2 separate regions of the Mus musculus genome follow, and region 2 is linked to region 1. Evidence: chromatin contacts called from public HiChIP or PLAC-seq data. All regions are on one chromosome and are shown on one strand. Each heading gives the region's core, a stretch centred on a gene start, on an enhancer-like site or on the middle of the called end of the contact. The rest is flanking DNA. Distances are from core to core; before and after follow the strand shown. Region 1 holds the start of Ccdc8 (coiled-coil domain containing 8). Region 2 holds the start of Ppp5c (protein phosphatase 5, catalytic subunit).

Region 1 (2,700 bases), core at 101-2,600:
AGTCACTTCCTTACCTGGCCGTTGTTGTTGTTGCTTAAGCCTGATAATAGTGGCCTACGTAAAGCCTAGTAGACAGAGGCTGAGGCAGGAGGATCCCTGAAAGTTTGAGGCCACGTGGGATACATAAACTAAGAACTGAGGGTACAACATCTCTGTGATCTTAAAGGTTTTTTTATTTTTAAGAAAATTTTTTATTTAAAAAATATATTTATTTTATGTGCTTTGGTGTTTTGATGTATATCAGTGGGGGGGGGGTGTTAAATCCCCTAGAGGTGGGGTTACAGACATTTATGAGCATTATGTGGGTGCTGGGAATTGAACCCAGGTCCTCTGAAAGAGCAGCCTGTGCTTTTAACCATGGAGCCATTTCTCCAACTCCAAGAAAATATTTTACTTTAAAAACGTGTTTATCGGGCTGGGCATGGTGGCGCACGCCTTTAATCCCAGCACTTGGGAGGCAGAGGCAGGTGGATCTCTGAGTTCGAGGCCAGCCTGGTCTACAAAGTGAGTTCTAGGACAGCCAAGGCTACACAGAGAAACCCTGTCTCGAAAAACAAACAAACAAACAAACAAACAAACAAAACCCGTGTTTATCGTGTGTGAATTAATATATGTACAATCTGTGTATAGGGGTGCACATGTGGAGATTGAACAATAACTTTGTAGAATTGGTTTTATGTGGGTTCTGGGATTGAATTCAGGCTTTGGGGAAATGTTTTTACCCATTGGGTTATCTTGTGTGCCCCTTTTTGTGTGCATGAATGTCTTCTCTCTCTCTCTCTCTGTGTGTGTGTGTGTGTGTGTGTGTGTGTGTGTGTGTGTGTGTGTGTGTGTACCACGTATATGCAGTGCTCACAGAGATCAGAAGAGGGTATTGGATCCCCTGGAACTGGAAATAAACAGGGTTTTGAGCCATCGTATTGGTTCTGGGAGTCAAACCCAGGTCTTACATAAAGGTAGCCCATGCTCCTAACCATTGAGCCACCTCTAGTCCCATCCCCTTAATTTTAAACGCACGTTCATAATTGCAATAGCCTTCAAAGGATTTGAGCCATCAGCACTCGCACCTTTTGGGCTTGCACGTCTAGGATGGCAGGTTGGGGGACCCGTTGCCTTTTGGGAAGGATGATGACGTGGGTTTTGGCTGCAGCTAAGGGAAGCCCTGGCCCCATTGAGGCTCTGGGGGGCAGCCACACCTCTGTGGGGGAGGAGAGGGAGGCTGCCCTGAAGGGGAGTGGACAGCCCCGCTGCCAGTCTTCCCAGGCTTAGAGTGTAAGATGAGAAGGAGAAGGTGGGCCTCACCCAGGAGGGGAGGGCGCCCAGAAACTTCCTGCGGCTCTCAGCTCCACCACAGACTGAGCGCAAGGTCAGTTTGGAGCGGGTGGCAGACTGCCTGGGGGCGGGAGACCCTCCTCGGGGCTGGGCGGAGGCCTTTAAGCACCTCGCCATATTGAAAGGCCACGCTGAGCCGTCTTTGTCTGCAGAGTCCTCCCAAGAACTTTCAGCTATATCCTGGTGTCTGGGGCAAGGGAGAAGCGATCGGAGCTCGTGGGACCCCAACTTGGAGCCGGGACACTGGCGATTCCAGTTTGGACTGAACTTTGAGCCTCGGGAATGAGCGTGCTTCAGTTCATGTAAGCATCCTGGAAAACTGCTTGCTACAACTCCGAGGGGGTTGGGGAAGCCAACTTGGACTTGTTTCCTGAAGAGAAAATTGTAGGGAGGAGACACTCTGTGCGAGCAGAGTTGCTAGGACTGTCCACCGCCCCCTCCCCAAGACTAGCAGCCAAGTGTCTGGGCTTTTTGCCCCCACTCGAGCGTCCACGCTGGAGATCTTAAAGACTCTCGAAAAAAGCCACGTAGGGGGATGGTTCCCCTGGGGCTTCCTTCCGTCTCCCGATTGCCTGATCCTCTGGAGTGTCCCCGACGTCTGCAAAGATGTCGATCTGGACGTGTTAGTGGAGGCCTTAAGGCCTGTGGGCACCTTTAAGAAAATCGGAAAGGTGTTCCGCAAAGAAGAGGACTCCACGGTGGGGATGCTGCAGATTGGGGAGGATGTTGACTATCTGCTCATCCCCCGGGAGGTCCGCCTGGCTGGGGGCGTGTGGAGAGTCATCTCCAAGCCTGCAACGAAGGAAGCTGAGTTTCGGGAGCGGCTAATCCAGTTTTTGCAGGAGGAGGGCCGCACCCTGGAAGATGTGGCCCGTATCATCGAAAAGAGCACTCCACACCCACCCCAACCCCGCAAAAGAACCAAGGAGCTGAGAGTGAGGAGAGTCCCGCAGATGGTCACTCCTCCACTTCGGCTGGTTGTAGGTACCTATGACAGCAGCAATGGCAGCGACAGTGAGTTGAGTGACTTCGATACCTCCAAAGTCAAAGGCAACAGGAGCTCCTCCGGGAGGACCAGGAAGGTGCGCAAAATGCCGGTCAGTTACTTGGGCAGCAAATTCCTGGGCAGCGATGTGGAGAGTGAGGATGATCAGGAGCTGGTGGAGGCCTTCCTCCGCCGTGGGGAGAAGCCCAGCGCGCCTCCTCCACGACGCCGAGTCAATCTTCCAGTGCCCATGTTTGAGAACAACCTGGGGCCCCAGCCATCCAAGGCCGACAGATGGAGGGAGTATGTTAGCCAGGTGTCCTGGGGGAAGCTGAAACAGAGGGTGAAGGGCTGGGCACCCAGATCAGGCTCCGAGGTGGGCC
Region 2 (2,700 bases), core at 99-2,598, 34 kb after region 1:
TCTCTGGTGACTTCATCCATTCCCAGGGCACCTCCAACCATAGGCTGGTTACACTCAAAATTTTCTCCAGTCCAGACTGGTCCCATCTACCCACTCAATGTCCCTTTTCGGACAGCGAAGGAAACCCAAAACTCATCTTTGTGACGAATTCAGATTTTGCATGCTCTGTCCCCTTATCTTAATCTTCTCTTGTATCAGTCTTCCCCTCGTACCCCCAGTTTCCTCAAACTCCAGCCAAGCCAGTCTGTTTTCAATCACTCTCCACCCCAGGGTCTTCACACAAACTCAGTGGTCAGGACCCACGTGTAAAACTCCTTGTCAATTCGCCTCAAAAAGCCTCTTTCTCCAGGCACTCCCGACCTCACCATCGAAAGCAGACTCTAAGCTGTATTTCCTGTGTTGTCACCTTGACCCAAAGTGATCATCACAAGTTTGCAATGATTGGTTCTGCTTAAATCCGAGTCATGTGTTGCATTCATCGCTGCAGCCTCAGAGCCAAGCACAGGCCGTGTAGCACATGACACTTATTTAATACAAGTGTACTGAAAGAATGAATGAACGGAGACATGTCCTCCCACATGGCACTCTTAGCCCAAGATCACCCTATTCGTTCCTGCTCCACCTCTCCACCCTACTCGTTTCCTTGGATCACCCCAAATCGCCTTCCAATATAATTATCTACCTCCATCCCCATAATTCCCTTCTCTATTGGGCCTTCTCTTCTCGGTCATACTCATCTCAGGCCTCCCCACTCGGCAGCGCCATCACTGCCCTAAACACATGTCACTATTTGGTAGCGCCCTCTTCAGGTCTGACCACCATTTAGCACCTCTGTCCAGGTCTCACATTTGGTAGCACTCACATGTCGGCCCCCTGCTTTTCCCCTATCGTGTAGCAGCGCCTGCCTCAGTCTCCCCAGTGAGTGGCTTCTGCTTGGTATCCACTTCTCAGCAGCTCTCCCCAGTCTGTCGTCCAGCCTGAGCCTCCTCCTCGCGCCTGGCTACTCTGTAGTGCTTGCCCGGCGCCCAGGCTGCCGCTCCGCGTTGCCATGGTTCCCCGCCGGGCCTGGCACCCCCACAGCCTGGGCCGCTGTCCACCCTCCCTCACCCCGTCCGGGCCGGGCGCACCTTTGAAGTAGTCGTTGGCCTGTGTCTTGAGCTCCTCTGCCCGCTTCAGAGTGCCATCGGCCGGGGGTTCGTCCCGGGGGGTCTCAGCACACTCAGTCCGCTCGCCCTCCGCCATCGCCATGCCGCAAAGCGACCCCCACCCTGGCAACGGCCGCTCGCGGCACCAGGCCGAACCGTCGCGAAGGAGTGCCGAGTGACCGCCGCCGCTGCCGCACAAGTGTCGTAAAGCGCGGGCCCCAAAGGCACTCCTGACGCGCCTGCGCGGCGTCCCCCCCAACTTCCCCCCCCCCCCGCCCCCGCCCCCAGAGCGCCGGGAGGACAAGGTGACCAGAGGGTATCCAGACCGTACTTGTACTTGTAGAAGTAGCCAATCAGAAAGGAGAGAAGGGGCCTTGTGGATGGGGGCAGGCCGGGAGGGCGCCTACTCCCAAAGTTGCGAGGCTGCAAAAGTTTCTTGGAGATCCCGGCTTCCTTTAGGGTTGGTGATTGGGTTGCGTTGCCTCCGGCGGGTGGGGCTGCTTTCAAACCAGCACCCTGCCCAACCCGGAGTTTGCTCTGGAGCTGGGTGCTGCCAATTACTCGTGTGACCTTGAACAAGTTTATCTCTTGTCTCCTCAGTAACCCTTTTGGAAAATGGGTAGTTTCTCAAGCAAACAAAATAAAACTTGAACGTTGCAAATCAAGGCTCTTTTTGAATTATTAACAAGGCATCCCGATCTTCAAGTCTTGACAAGTCTCAATTGTACCATGTTTGTTCCGAGCCCAACAGCATCCTTATTAATTTATTTTATTTTTTTATTTTGAGATAGGATTTAATTATGCAACCCTGGCTAGCCTGGAACTTGCTATATAAACCAGGCTGGCCTTGAATTCAAAGACCCAGCTGCCTGTACCTCCCAAGTGTTGGGATTAAAGCTTTGCATCATCATGTCAAGTCCTAGAAAAAACCTTTTAAAGGGTCATGGATGTAGCTCAGTTGGTAGAGTACTTGTCTAGAGTGCTCCAGGCTTGAGTTCCAATTCCAGCACTATATAAATCAGGCTGAAAGGTGCACCTCAGTAATTTGAAGGCTTGATAGGTGGAGGCAACAGTATCAGAATTTCAGGTTCAAGGCCAGCCTGGGATACCTGAGACGCTGTTCCGAATACAAACAACCACACCAAAGGGATTTTTTTTTTTCTTCCGAGACAGGGTTTCTCTGTGTAGCCCTGGCTGTCCTGGAACTCACTCTGTAGACCAGGCTGGCCTTGAACTCAGAAATTCGCCTAACTCTGCCTCCCAAGTGCTGGGATTAAAGGCGTGTGCCACAACACCCCAGCCCCAAAGGGATCTTTTAAATGACACTGTTGCTGCTTGCATTTCCTGTGCCTGGATCAGAGCTTCAGCCTCCTCTGATGCTTGCGTTCATCCTCCCTCCTCCAGTTTACCTTCCATATGGCAGTCAGAGGCATCTTGCTGGAATACTGTAAAACTGGCACCCGCCGCAGCCTTCCATGGCTCCCCAGCTCCCTCGTGAGACAACCCAAACTCTTTCTGAGAAGCCACGGGTAGTCTAGCCTCCAGTAACATCTTC

Evidence for each region. HiChIP or PLAC-seq counts read pairs in DNA pulled down with a chosen protein or histone mark.
Region 2: a contact with region 1 is called in an H3K27ac HiChIP or PLAC-seq map of embryonic stem cells, with 9 read pairs. The contact joins the promoter of Ppp5c here to the promoter of Ccdc8 in region 1. A contact is called at or near these places in 2 of 39 promoter capture datasets (embryonic stem cells and macrophages), 2 of 15 datasets of contacts at CTCF or cohesin (CD8 T cells and the G1E-ER4 cell line), 18 of 484 Hi-C or Micro-C datasets (CD4 T cells, the HL-1 cell line, LSK cells and 10 more), 10 of 115 datasets of contacts at active chromatin or transcription factors (CD8 T cells, the HPC-7 cell line, the SCID.adh cell line and 3 more) and 3 of 9 other capture datasets (adipose tissue, liver and pancreatic islet).

What each region holds. Positions count from the first base shown.
Region 1 is chr7:16,992,552-16,995,251 of GRCm38.p6, forward strand. It overlaps Ccdc8 (coiled-coil domain containing 8), which reads left to right and starts at 1,351. Exons shown (of 1, transcript NM_001101535.2): 1 at 1,351-2,700. The coding sequence starts at 2,037.
Region 2 is chr7:17,026,566-17,029,265 of GRCm38.p6, forward strand. Ppp5c (protein phosphatase 5, catalytic subunit) reads right to left here and starts at 1,349. Exons shown (of 13, transcript NM_011155.2): 1 at 1,128-1,349. The coding sequence starts at 1,248.